Linked DNA regions of Mus musculus: region 2 is linked to region 1. Evidence: chromatin contacts called from public Micro-C data. All regions are on one chromosome and are shown on one strand. The core of a region is the stretch at or near the end of the contact, and the rest is flanking DNA. Distances in the headings are between cores, read along the strand shown. Region 1 overlaps Ccdc162 (coiled-coil domain containing 162). Region 2 overlaps Sesn1 (sestrin 1).

Evidence for each region. Hi-C and Micro-C count contacts between places; a contact is called where the count stands out from the background.
Region 2: a Micro-C map of granulosa cells shows a contact between it and region 1, with 4 times the contacts expected there. The contact joins two enhancer-like sites. A contact is called at or near these places in 1 of 484 Hi-C or Micro-C datasets (granulosa cells), 2 of 115 datasets of contacts at active chromatin or transcription factors (effector CD8 T cells and memory CD8 T cells) and 1 of 9 other capture datasets (liver).

Annotation. Positions count from the first base shown.
Region 1 is chr10:41,578,701-41,585,629 of GRCm38.p6, reverse strand. Ccdc162 (coiled-coil domain containing 162) reads left to right here. Exons shown (of 48, transcript NM_001358562.1): 34 at 4,239-4,471; 35 at 5,267-5,405; 36 at 6,395-6,515. Among named protein-coding and RNA genes, the nearest start is that of 5730435O14Rik, 14 kb to the right of the region's middle. Within about 2 kb of position 2,424, at least 77 of the 459 cell types and tissues checked have an H3K27ac peak or open chromatin away from gene starts, as enhancers often do. A contact at or near this core is called in granulosa cells, where this site is marked.
Region 2 is chr10:41,891,546-41,898,474 of GRCm38.p6, reverse strand. Sesn1 (sestrin 1) reads right to left here. Exons shown (of 10, transcript NM_001162908.1): 2 at 4,368-4,433; 3 at 3,455-3,655; 4 at 2,270-2,452; 5 at 50-292. Among named protein-coding and RNA genes, the nearest start is that of Gm33058, 64 kb to the left of the region's middle. Within about 2 kb of position 4,419, at least 118 of the 459 cell types and tissues checked have an H3K27ac peak or open chromatin away from gene starts, as enhancers often do. A contact at or near this core is called in granulosa cells, where this site is marked.

The sequences.
Region 1 (6,929 bases), core at 1,175-3,674:
AGCCATTTGGCAGGGCTGAGATGCAGTCTTAAGAGTAGTTTCAATTTGCATTTCCCTGATAGCCAAAGATACCAAATACCTTTAACTGGACTTACTGACCATTTGTATTTATTTCTTCTTGGGGAATTCTTTGGTGTTGCTAACCTTGGCCTTTTTTTTGACTGGGTTGTTTTCTTAATTTGTTTGTTTTTCTTTTATACTTTATTTTCTTTTGTGTGTGTGTGTGTGTGTCCTTTTTCTGCATCTGTGAAGGTGCCCACAGAGGTTAGAAGACAGTGTCACATCTCTTGCAGTTGGAGCCGCAGGTTGTTGTGAGCCACCCTATCTGGGTGCTGGGAACCAAACTCGCTCGGGTCCTCCGTAGGAGGAGCAGCATATCAACAGTAAGTCATCCCTCCATCCCCAGGACACTGCTTTAAAAGTGAGCTAGATTATGTCACAGCTGTCCTTAGAGCCTCTCAATGCTTTCAAATACTCAGGACAGAGCCCAAAGGTCTAACAGACTTTGCTCTCAGCCCTTCTATCTCAGCCTCTTTCCTTTCCACACATTCATATTCATACACACACACACACACACACACACACACACACACATTCATACAGACACACACACATTCATACAGACACACACATTCATACATACACACACACACACACACACACACACACACACACATTCATGCATTTAGAATGACAGATGATCACTGGTCTTCTAGAACAGGTGACTTAGAAGGAAGCAGCTCAGCTCAGGTAAGGTCTATGCAGCCAATCAGCTGGGCCCTCAGACACACGCTCTGCCATTTGGCTATGTGAACAGACCGTCTCCTTGGCCTTTCTAAGGTAAACACACAAGAGAATAGGAACAAGCAAAGCAAAACCACACTCCTATTCTGAAGAAGGAAGAGGTAGAGATTTCCCAATAGAGTTCCCTTAAGTTTTCTTGGCTAAAACTGATTCACAGGTCTATTTCAGGTCAGGCAGTAGGGGCAGGAAGGGCGTAGACATGTCATCTAAATTAATGCAGCTTAATTGGATGCTTCACCCTGAGGGATCATTGGCAAAGTTAGGTGTGCATCAAATGGCACCAAGGCCAGGAAGTCTTCTGGGCCCCTGGGCTGTCAGTTGCTGGTCTCTGGCCTTGTTCTGGGTGAGCTGCCCCCTGCCTTGCTTCACCCCTTACTTGCCGCCTACAAGCATTTTACAAAAGGATCTATTTGATTTTGTACATATGACTTTTGCCTACGTGTGTGCACGTGGACCATATGTGTGCCTGGTGCCCAGAGTGGCCAGGAGAGGACATCAGATCCCCTGGACCTGGAGTTACAGACAGCTATAAGCTGCTGTGTGGGTGCTGGGAGCTTAATCCTGGTCCTTTGCAAGAGCAGGCAGTGTTCCTAACTCCTGAGTCATCTCTCTAGTTCCCTCTGCATTATCCTTTATCCTGTCTACTAGCCCACTTTCTGTCTTTTAAAGTGTTTTGATATAAGGCGGAGAGATGGCTCAGTAGCTAAGAACACGTGCTGCCCTTCTAGAGGACCCACGTCAGGAAGCTCACAACTGTCTGTAACCCAGCACCTCTGGCCTCCACACAGACACATAATTAAAAATAAAAACAAATCTTCTTCCTCCCTTTGGTTTTTCAAGACAGGGTTTCTATGCTTAGCCCTCACCATACTGGATTAGTGCATAAACTATTCAGTTAGTGAAAGCGTGAAACTCAGGCTGAAGTGCCAGGGCTTCCTAATGGCCATTCTAACTGCACAGAAATTCATCGAGGTGCACAGACTTTGAGCCTGGCTAATATTGGTGTGTGAATTTTTTTTTTAATTTCCAAGTTTTCCTTTTAAATAAAGCTTATAAAAATAAAATATGTAGACGTGGCTACCTTTAATACCAGATTAAGAAGGAAATCCGAGTCAATGCTTTTTACCTTAGTTGGTTTTACTTTGTGGGTGTGTGCTGCTGAGGGTGGTAAGACGCACGTGAGCTGCATCTGCTAGCCCTTGGGATCTCGTTTCATCTAGGCATATTTAGCTATTTATAGGGAGCAGAAGACACTAGAGTCTGCACTGCCTGTGAGCCAAGCCAGTGTCCATGGCAGCCATGCTTCATGTACCATGACCTCGGGGCCATGGTCTCCTAAAATATAAGGGGAGAGATTGACCCAGAGTCTTTGCAATTGCAGCCCAGGAAGGCTCAAGTTTCCTCTAAGACAGTGGGGACCAATCATATATTTTGCAGGTTGCCTGTTCTATGCCACTGTTCTTGGCTTTGATTGTTCAGACTTCATTTGATAAAAGGGTTCTGATTAAAAAAGGGAAAAGAAAAAGACATCTGGAAGTCCACAGGCTAAGATTGCCAAGAAGGCTGCACGGCTGAGGGGCTGTAGCTGTCTGTGGCTGACTCGTGCTTCCCTGACTCTCTCTGACCAACCCTTTCTTTGTCTGGCAGACAGGCCCTCCTTTAGCTGTGTGAATAACACGGATGTAGGGTCCAATTACACCAGGTTGCTCTTCCAGTTTCCAGTCGGGAAAGCTGAGTGTCTAAGGTTCTGCAGCCTGAGTGCTCAAGGCCACAGAGTTTGTCATCTGGCTTGTAGAAAAAGGAGACACAGCCAGAAAGCAGCTGCACTCACCCCCATCCCCTCCCCCAGCTGAACTCACCCCATCCTCCCCCGCCCCCCCCAGCTGAACTCACCCCCATCCTCCCCCTGCCCCCTCCTCTGCCCCAGCTGAACTCACCCCCATCCCCCCTCGCAGCCCCCCCCAGGTGAACTCACCCCCTCACCCTCACCCCCTCCCTGTGTCTTTTGAGCTCTGGGTGGCCCAGGACTTCCTAGCACTCACAAATGCTGTTTTCTTCACAAGCACTAGGACAAATACTTAAGGAGAGCATCAGTGAGCAAATAAACAAATTCTAATTTTAAAACTGCAGGCTGAGGCAGGAGGACTGGCACATTTGCAACCAGTCTGAGTTACAAAGGGAGCGCCAGAACATTCGGGGCTACCGAGACCCTGTCTCAAGGAATTAATTGAAGTAAATGTGAGCAGTGAATAGTAAATTCAAAATAAAGGTTCTCCATGCTACTTCTAAAGGATAGAGATCTGATTCCCTGAACTGGAGTTATAAGCAGTTGTCAGCCAGGCAGGTAAAACCGAGTTCTGCTTTCTGATTCATAAGATGGGTAAACTCTACTCTCCAAAGAAAAGTTACCTTACAGCTCCACCATAGACTAGAGGGTAGGGACGACTTCAGTCTCAAGTATGTTTAACGTCTTTCTTTTCTCTGTTTCTGTCTCTCTGTCTCTCTGTTTCTGTCTCTCTGTCTCTCTGTCTCTCTCTCTCTTACACACACACACCATTTTAACGATTTATTATTTTATTTTATGTGTTTGAGTGTTTATCTGCATGGTTGTATGTACCTGGTGGCCAGGGAAGTCACTCCCTGGAACTGGAGTTACAATGGTCTCATGAGCTGTCTTGTGGGTGCTGGGGACCAGAGCCAGGTCTTCTATGAAAGCAACACGTGCTCTTGGCCACTGAACTACCTACCCTCCCTTTTTTTTTAAAGATTTATTTTTATTTATATGTGTGTGTATGTGGGGGGGGGGTGCCACCTTATGTTCAGGGGTGGTCAGTTATGGTGGTCAGGAGAGGGTGGCAGATCCACTGAGCTGGAGTTAGAAGAAGTTGCCAGCCATCTGACAGGAGTGCTGGGAATTGAACCCAGGTCCTCTGGAAGAGCAACTCTTCACTGCTGAACTGTCTTTCCAGTATCAGCTATGCACTTTCTCTATTTTCTTCCTTGCCTCCCTCCCTATCTTTTTTTTTTTTTCCTTAAGAAATATTCTGGGTTTTGGAAGGTAGAGATTCAAAGCCAAGTGTGGCGTCTCACACTTGTAATCCTAACACTTAGGAGATGGAAGATGGACCTCAAGTGTTCAGGGTTGTCCTTGGCTATGGAATTAGTTGGAGGCCAGCTACATCAGACCTTGTCTTCAAAAGCTAAAAATAAAATATAAAGACCAATGGTTCAAATCGCACATAGGAAGCTGAGACAGCTGTTTCTACCCTGTCTGGTCAGCAAGGATATTCAGCCATTTGGGTTGTTTTATTTTTTCCTACAAATGGTGCAGGCCAGAAAATAGTTTCTCCTGGATGTCATTTTGCATGGGCTACATATAAAAACTTATCCCATCTTGAGCCACAATTGATAAAGGATTTCTGTCATATTTTCAGCCAGACTGGTCCAAACTGCCAGGACTCTACCCAAATCAATTGGAAAGTCACCCAAAGGCCTCTGCTTTGCTGGAGGGCCAATGTGATGTAGTGATGTCCCTGTCTCTGCTGAAATCCTTCCTCATCTTGTGGAAGCGTCTGGAAGTGCTGAAGGAACACTGGGGCCGATTCAAGCTTCGAGGGCAGGACATCAACTCTGCCTTGCTGCATAGACAGTTCTCAGAGCTCTACGAGTGAGTAACTGCTGGGATGGAATTCCACATCAGTGGGTAGAGCCTAGGGTTCCAGGGTCCTCCCCTTTCACTGAGAGAGATTCCATTTTAGGACTCTGGTGACAGCTAGCTCAATTGGTCAGATGACAGAAACTTTCGCCACAACAGTGCTTTGAGGAAAAGCTATTCCCTGTTAGCTGTGGGAAGAGCTAGGCTCCACTGAATTGTCCTGTTTACCACAAATCCCCCAGAGTCTGTTGCTTGGAACCTACACTTACCAAGTTACTTGATAGTGATTGTGAGCTTTTTAGCTCACAGGATGCCTGCTCTACAGTTGGGGTCACCCCCAACCCCACTGCTGAGCCTCAATGCTTGAGGTGTTACAGCCAGAGGGTGACATGGCACACATGACTTAAGGGCCTTACATCCACAGGGTGGCATCTAGGAGGACTTAGCTGACAGGAAAGGCATATTGCTCTTCCCATTTGCCTGTTCCAGCTGGGGCCCACTCCGGAGACCTCAACGACCTTGGCTTTGACACATTCAGAATTGCCTGTCCCGGAAGTTACTGAGGCCAGGTTCTCTGTTAACTACAAAATGAGAAGAGTTGCCAACAACTTGAAGCACAAAGACAAAAGTTATATGTACTCAACAGAAAAAGGCCTCAGGATTTAATATTGACCAAAGGAGTGGCGTTTTAATTGTTGGTGTGTCTATAAAGGGTTTGGATGACAGGAAACCGAAAATGACTGACAGAGAATCTGAATGAGAAGAAAATATGTTTATTCCCTGATTTCTGTCTCTTTTCTTGGATAGAGCTGAGATTCTCTACCCCAGCATGAAAGCTCTAGCCAGGCAGATGGGCAAAGAAGATGAATTTGAAGAACTTATGCTAAGAAGCCAATCTATCCTTCCCCCAAAGGGAGCCTCAGAAATTGAAATAAAAACTCAGCAGGTACAGGGCTCTCTTCAGTCTGCCTTGTGACACTGGCATGGAAAACTGCAGTAAACACAAAAGGTGTTTTCTTCAAGGTGGGGTGGAGGAGGGGGGTTCTTAAAGGTATATGGGGCTTGAGTTATGGGGGAACTGCCCTGAACTTCTCCATTCTGCAAGTCTAGAGTCTTCCTGTTTTCATTCTCCTCAAACTGATAGATACGCTGCATTATAAGGAACACAACAAACCATATAACTAATAATATCTAAAATATAAAATCCAACCTGTGCCCATCCACCGGAAAGCGAAATACTGAACATAGCATTTTGAAGAGGCTTTTCCCAGAAAAAGAAAGTATAGTTTCACACTGGCTTGGGTGTGCTGAGTAATATTCGCTCATCATTGCTCAGCTTGATCATGGGACCCAGGGCCTCTGGCTTCCCAGCATAGAAGCCACTGAACAATGGGAAATGTCTGTGTTAGTGCCATATGTGCCTCAGGGGTCCAAGAACATTGCTTATGCTCCTGAGCCTGTTCTTCTGGCCACCTCTGCTCCTCCCACAAGCATCATGGGTGGAGCAAGGCTTGTAGCTGTTGAAGCAGCATCTCTTGTTATGTGTCAGCTTTTAAGTCTTCTCATGAGATCATCCTTGGTGTGTAAATTGGCTTTCAGACTTATTAAAGTAACAGCTTATGAGATTCCTGGTATCATTTAGAGATCACCAAAAGGCATGAGGTCACTTGGGACATGGAATACTTTGCAATATAATAGACTATAGTAAGAAGGAGTATAATTTATTGATCAGGATGAGGGCCATGAAAAAAAAAAAAGTTGGTCTGCAAAGAGATATATTGATCCTGGGGTAGAACTTATGGTCCCAAAAGGCATTCTTCCCAGAGAATGGAACGGAGGGGGAGGGTGAACCCAAAGCCCCTGGGCAGGTATGGCTCTTGGGAGTGGAGTACTCAAATGAACTGGAGTGTGACTCTCAACCTATGTATATTCCAGCTTCAGAAACTTCTGGAAAGTTTAGAAATTCACATGATCCAAGAAGTATTGAGAAAAGTTAATAGAGAGATGACACTGTTTCTATCAGAAAAGTCCAAGGAGGAGTCTACCCTCCCAACAGGTAATGCATGTTTGTTCTACTCCTTGGAAAGTAAACATTGTTTTTCAGAATGCAAACTGTCTGTGCTAGTGGGACAGGTACTATCCCATGCTACCTCCACAGGCCTGAAGGGCTCCCTGATCTTTCAGGGACTGGTGCTCAGTTAGAGGCAGAGGCTCGGCTTCTCTAGGGAACAGAATTTCAGGATGAGCCAGTATAAAACAGTGTTGGTGTTTATTAAGAGAAGTTTATCCTATTTAGAATGGAGATAACAAAGAGAGCATGGCTGTGAATCTCTGGGAGAGATTGTCACTGTTCAGAGTCCTGCAGTCATTATGTGCACTGCTCTCTGAACCACTGTCTTAAAGGGTTGACAACCCAAGCATGAACAAAGGCTGACTAGGGTCATGGCTGCTAGGGTAAAACCCTAGGTTC
Region 2 (6,929 bases), core at 3,170-5,669, 310 kb before region 1:
CAGTTGTAGTAACTAGTCTTACTAGTCTCACAACAATCCAGACACTCACCGAAGCATTTCCTGCTGAGTTGACTTGCATCTCATCCACACTGTGATTGCCATTTGTAATGTCACAGATGCAGTAGTTACTAACAGAAGGCGGTCTGAAGGTGTGGCCACCATCGCAATGAATCTCTGGACTAATTCCACAGCCAAATGTGAAGGAGGCAAGAGAGTGGTAGTGTGTGAGCAGAACCACGGCATGGACCAGCTCGGCGAGAGACCAGCTGTGCTCCTCTGCTTTCAGAAGGCCCTGTGGGCGACAGGGAGGGTTAATCTGAGATGTGCTGGTTAAAAACACAGCTCATTTCAGTAGTTTAAAAAGGACTGAAAACAGGACTAGACATCATACAAAGCCAGGTTAAGATTACAATTTAAAAGACATAAAACCTATAACTAGTTAAATTTTATTAAAAATATATCTAGAAATATAGGCTTAACTTCTATTAATGTATTATCATTTTGAATCTCAAATAATTGATTTAAAAATGTAAGCGAATTCTACTTTGCTTGCAATCATTTGCTGTGTTTCAGATATTGGACAATGGATGAGTCACTCTTATCAGTGGAAATGTAGTGAGTTTATGTTAAAGTGAACACCAGTGCTGCAAATGTCTGTTTTTGATTTATTAGGCCTCTTAAAGGACTTTTAAAGACAATAGCTTGAGCAATTTCATTCTAAGATTCTTAAGTCCTTGATTTTGTGTTAAAGAGTGATGCATAAATCCTACAATTTGTCAGATTCTGTGTCTCAGGTGCTTATATTATTTATCTATTCTATAATCATGTGTTTTTCCTTGACAATCTAATAAGTACTATATTAATCATACCCAAATTTTACACCTTCTTGACAATTTCTTCTATAATGTAATGGTGTTTAAAATGTTCCATAACATGGATGGACAAGACCAAAAAAAAAAAAAATCTATTCTAAGTGTTTCTGTTACATGGTACACATTTGCAGAGAGTTTTTTGTTTTTTGTTTCTTTTTTGAACTGTAGAGCCAGAAGGAACTAGTTTAAGATGTCACTACAAATTAAGATGAAGAGATGGCACTTCACGCCTATAAGAAGAGCTGAACCCTGAGACACTGAGTACAGGGACAGACACAGGACAGCAGGACACATCATAGGGACCTCACTTGGGAAGACAGTTGCTGTCTAGCATAGCACACACCTAGTTATTTACCCAAATAAGCTGAGAACTTTTGTCTACTTTTGTAACATTTACATATGAGTTAAACATCTTTATACATAACTGGTCAAAGTTGGTACTAATCAGGAGGCCCCTTAAGTAAATGAATGGGAGTGTCATTGAGCAATAAAAATAAATGATCTATGAAGTCATTAAAAAATAAGAAGCAGATGAGGTAGCTCAGATATGTAATTCTAGCATTCGAGAGGGCGAGGCAGGAGATCAAAAGTTCAAGGCCAGTCTTGACTATATAGCAAGTTCCAAGCCAGCCTTGACAGAGTAAGACTCTGAAAACAAACAAAAAATACATAGAGCACAGGACCTCCTCTGAAAACAAAAATACATAAATAAAAATAAATACCTTCATATACATATTGCTAAATGAAAGTCAGCCTGCAGGGCTCTGTACTATACAATGATACACTCTAGATATAATTAGAAACCAGCAGTTGTGGGGGCTCAAGAGAAAGCACAACACAGTGAATACTTTAGTATTTTGCACTGTACAGTAATAATAACATGTCATGTACTTACAAAGAGCACTATGGACTTTAGTCAACAGCAGTGTCATCAACATTGGCTCATTACTTTTAAGTACATGGACCACACAAAGTCCAGATGATAACAGCACAAAGATGTGTGTCTGGGGATTTTCTGTGTGACTTCCCTTTTTTTTCTGCCTTCCCTCCTTCCTCTTCCTTTTGATTTTTTGAGACTCAGGCCATCCAAGGCCAGCTTCAAACCTGCTATGCAGCTGATGGTAACCCTGAACCTTGGATCCCCTCTTCCTCCTTCCTTTTTCCCATCCATCCACACATCCATCCATCCACTGATCCAGCCACCCATCTCCCAGTGCAGGGATTATAGGTTTATTCCAACAAACCCAGTCTCTGCAGCAGAGGACAGAGCAGGGCTTTGGGCATGCTAGTCTGCACCAGCTGAGCTGTACCCCAGCCCTCTATCCAGTTCTCTTACAGACCCGGAACTGTCACTTTAAAGTGACAATTTTAAAAACTGTGACACTGAACATACATACCTCGATATGTTCTTTGGTAATCAGCCAAGGCCTATGGGCTAACACTTTGTTAAGTTCTCCTAAGTTCTGCAGTTTTTGAGGAGCATTCTCTAAACCATTGAGCCACTTGGGGTCCCCACCAACATGAAGAAAGTCACTGACATGCAGATTCACCAGGTAGGAACACTGATGCCTCGCTGCCGCCTTTCACAGAAAATACAAAGGCAGAGTGGTTATGTTAAAAGTGTCAACTATTACGAACCTGTTTACAACAAACAAAATAGATTGTTTAGTTATTCAGTTTACGTTTTCCAGACTACAAAAATACAGATCTTATTTAGAAATTTTAAAAATCCAATATAAAACAAGAAACATTTCAGAAATATTTCAGAAACAAAATATTTCTTAAAAAATAAACTTTAGAAATGTTACCTCTATGTCAGCTTTCAGAAGACCCTCAGACTAAGAAGTAGTTTCAATTAAGCAGGTACGTCAGCATAAATTATTCATATTTGGGTGGTAGAGGCAGGAAGACCAGAAACTCATGGTCACCCACAGATATGTAACAAGTCTGAAGCCAGGCTAGGCTACACACAACTTCTGCTGGGGAAGGAGAGAGAATACTGGGAGGGAGGGAGGAAGGGAGGGAGGGACGGAGGGAGAGAGGGAGGGAGGGAGGGAGGGAGGGAGGGAGAGAGGGAGGGAGGGAGGGAGGGAGGGAGGGAGGGAGGGAGGGAGGGAGGATCTCTTTCTTACATCTTATGTTCCATTTTAACTGCTAAGACAAGAGTGACTCTGGTGCAGCCAGCACGCAGGCTCAGTGGGGAAACTGACAACCAGAGTCTAAGCCCAAAGTGAAGGAGAGAACCAACTCCTTCAAGTTGTCTCTGAAGCATGCGAGAGCGCATGCACACACACACACACACACACACACACACACACACACACACACACAGAGTACATTTTAAAAAAATGGTTCTTAATATTGTATAAAACTACTCGTAGTGGTTTTTTTTTGGTTATACTTGAAAACATACTTATTTAAAGTCAGGAAAAAATAGAAACTATCTGATTATATGCTATTACAAGTCAGAATATGATTACAAGTCAGACAATAAGTAATATATTTATCCTATGTCAAAAGCATTAATCCTCTTAAATTAAAAAAAAAAAAAAGAAAGAAATTTTCATTGGATTTTTACAAACCATGATTCCAATGTAGTGCCGATAATGGAGGGGTAATGGCCCATCCATTTGTAGTAGGTAGTGTTGAGTCTTTAAGAAACTTTCTAAATATTGTGGATGGAAAACCATCACTAATGTGATGTTATCCAGACGACCCAAAGCAGCAAAGGAGTCTGCAAATAACGCATGCATCTGTGCGTCTTCACTGCCCACCTGCAGCATCTGTGGGAAGGAGAGGAGAGCCACAGTTGCACACACTATAAACCGGTTAAAGAGAACAGGAATGTGGTGCACCGATCTATTTACAAGTAGATTACAGTTTCCTGAGAGGACTTGTGATTTAAACTTGTAGCTGAAGAATAGTCCCATTATATGGTGGGAGATAAACAACAAAGGCTGAACTGAACTTTAGATAAAGGGTCTAGATAAGCTGCAGAGTTGACAAGAATCCAGACGAAGAAGCAGACTGTTAAATACCCAGATTTTGCAAGCAGACATTAAAACCTTTCCTTACAACACTATTCTCATTTAATGAGAAGAGAATCACAATTAATAGCAAAAACTTATGACAATAAAGCATAGCTGCTTCTACATATGTGGAATTAAAGGTCTGGTGCAGTGCTCTCACCAGTCAGATGGAGCACCTCTGCTTCCAAGCAAGGTCTAAACATATGCAGGTGGAGGGAGGGAGTCAACAACAAGGCTCAGTTTTACTTGATTAAGTACAGGTGCTTAAAATGCATCATGAAATCCTAGAAATCAATATGACCCTGACAGCTTTCTAATCCCATGACCTCACTGCCAAAGCATGACTAACTCTGAATAACTGTGTAAAACATGCTGTTGACCAGCAATCATTCAGATGCCAGATGTGGGCCATGAAAATGTTTCCTTAAAAGCAGGCAGTTCACTGTGTACTTTCAAAACAGCATACCTCCTTCTCTGGGATGAACCTGCTTGGTCCGTGTCCTAGTGGCCGAGGGATTCTGATTCCAAGTTCCTAGAAAAGAAAATTACACCATCTCAGATCTCCAGCAGTAAACAGCACAGACTGAGGCTAAAGGAGCAAGAGGAAAAGCAGCCAGCCTTGCTAGTCATTTGTTCTCACAGCTATATATACACACCAGTTCCTCTATTTGCATCACACAGCTAACACCTTCTAATATGACTGTCTAAAAACAATAAAACCTGTTTCACTAAAACCAGAGTTTTGCATAAAGCTCTTGGCAGAGAGTCTGGAACAGAAAGTTCAGCACACAGTGGCCAAACCCGTGGGCTGTCAGTGATACAAAACAAGACCAGTGTGTGTGTGTGTGTGTGTGTGTGTGTGTCTAACTCAACAAAAGCATCACTCCTTGTCAGGAAATAAAAACAACAATATCTCTATATAGACATCTTAAGACATCATTACTGTATTAATAAAACACGTCAAGGCAAGCAGTGGCATGTGACAAGTGAAAAGGCAGCTGAATCCACAGTCAGGACTCCAGTGGGGCATGCTCTCTGTGGTTAAGTGAGAACACTTCAGGAAAACCAAGTTTGGGCCTGTTTACAATCTTGCTAACATTCTGCCTTTTGACACAATCTAGAATTCTTTCTCTTATACTGACAGAGCAGCACATTAGCAGGAACAGAAAGCCTACTGTTAGGACTTCCTCCCCTATACAATGCTCTTGACATAATATCAAAATAACCATAATAAAACTTTTGAGGGCAATCAATCCATTATCGCTTTAAGCTGTAAAATAAAGTAAATACAACTGAAGATCCTTATTATTTATAAAATTGTTACATACAAATACTAGTTTTTTGTTTAAAAGAGGAAGACTATTGGCATGGATACAGAACTGTAGCCAAGAGTAAAACATTATAAAAACAGATATTCCCAACTCCTGTTCTGTGTGTGTGCACTATGTGTCTGTATGTATGCCTCTGTGTGTGTGTGTGTGTGTGTTTGTGAGAATATGGGAGAGCATGTACTGTGTAGCTCATGTGGAAGTCAGAAGACAACAGTCTCTTCTTTTTGCATTGTGTGTGCCAGGCTAGCTGGCTCTTGGACTTCTGGGGGCTTCTCTTTCTCCCTTCCATGTTCCTGTAGGCCTATGGGATTATTTGTTTGTGCTATGCATTCAGGTTTTACATGGGTTCCCAGGATTTGAACTTAGGTCCTCATACTTGTGTGGTGAGTGGTTTTACCCACTGAGCTATCTCCCCAACTTAGCTGCTTTGCTTTTAAGAAAAAACTGGGAGGGAACAGAGTGAATCCAAGAAGTTTGTTCTGAGCAAATGAAAATCTTTTGAATACAATACATTTTTTAAATCTCACACAGGGCTAGGAATGTAGCTTAGTTGGTAGAGTGCTTATTTAGTGTACAGCTGTAATCCCAGCACTTGGGATGTGGAGGCAGGAGGATCATAAGTTCAAAGATATCCTCAGCCACGTAGCAAGTTCTGACCCCCACCCCCCACTCTCACCCCTGAAACAGCAAGCAGGATAAGAGAATCTTTATTGGCAGAATCCAAAGTAGACTACTTGCCAACTGAATCCATGATATATCAATTTCATTGTATATATTAAGTAAAATTGTACTGGACATTGGTTACTTCTTACTGTGGTTATTCCACACTCATACTGAAGATAGTGTGTAACATTATATTCATTAGAAGAGACACTTAACTAGCTTGTCCATGTATGTGTCTAAGTTTGAACATTGTATATTAAGTTCCAGGAGAGAAAAATGTTCCTTTTGAAACAAATGTAACAACTATTAATCTAAAACAATGACCTCTTTAGCCTAACTTCTTTTTTTTTGTTTGTTTGTTTTTTTTTAAAGATTTATTTATTATATGTAAGTACACTGTAGCTGTCTTCAGACACTCCAGAAGAGGGAGTCAGATCTTGTTACAGATGGTTGTGAGCCACCATGTGGTTGCTGGGATTTGAACTTCAGACTTTCAGAAGAGCAGTCGGGTGCTCTTACCCACTGAGCCATCTCACCAGCCCTTAGCCTAACTTCTTAACTCTGACCAAACTATCTATCTGTCTGCCTATCTCTGTTAAGATTTACTGGGAAAAAGTACAAAGCTGAGGCTCCTGCCCCCTTTCTAATTTACAAATTATCTAAACAACATGTATTTAGGGTTTCAAGTATTTATTATTCATTTTGTAACTCAGACACACTACACAATACTCATGACTTCAGGATAGCAAAGGATGTAATTTCCAAATAGATTATTTGATCTTGAAACAACTTGTTGTCACTCAGAAAAAAATGAAGTTGAATTATATTTTAACCCACAATAAATCAGAGTTAAACATGAAGAAAACAAAACAAACAATAGTCCTACCAAATGCTTGTGGAGTGAAAAGAACCAATAATGCTACAAAACCTGGAAGTCAAAAACGACGGATAAATCTGGTAACCAAACAGACTGGCATGAGGGGAAGGGTACACAGTCAAAGATGAACAGAGAACTTGAAAGACTGCAAAGGGTC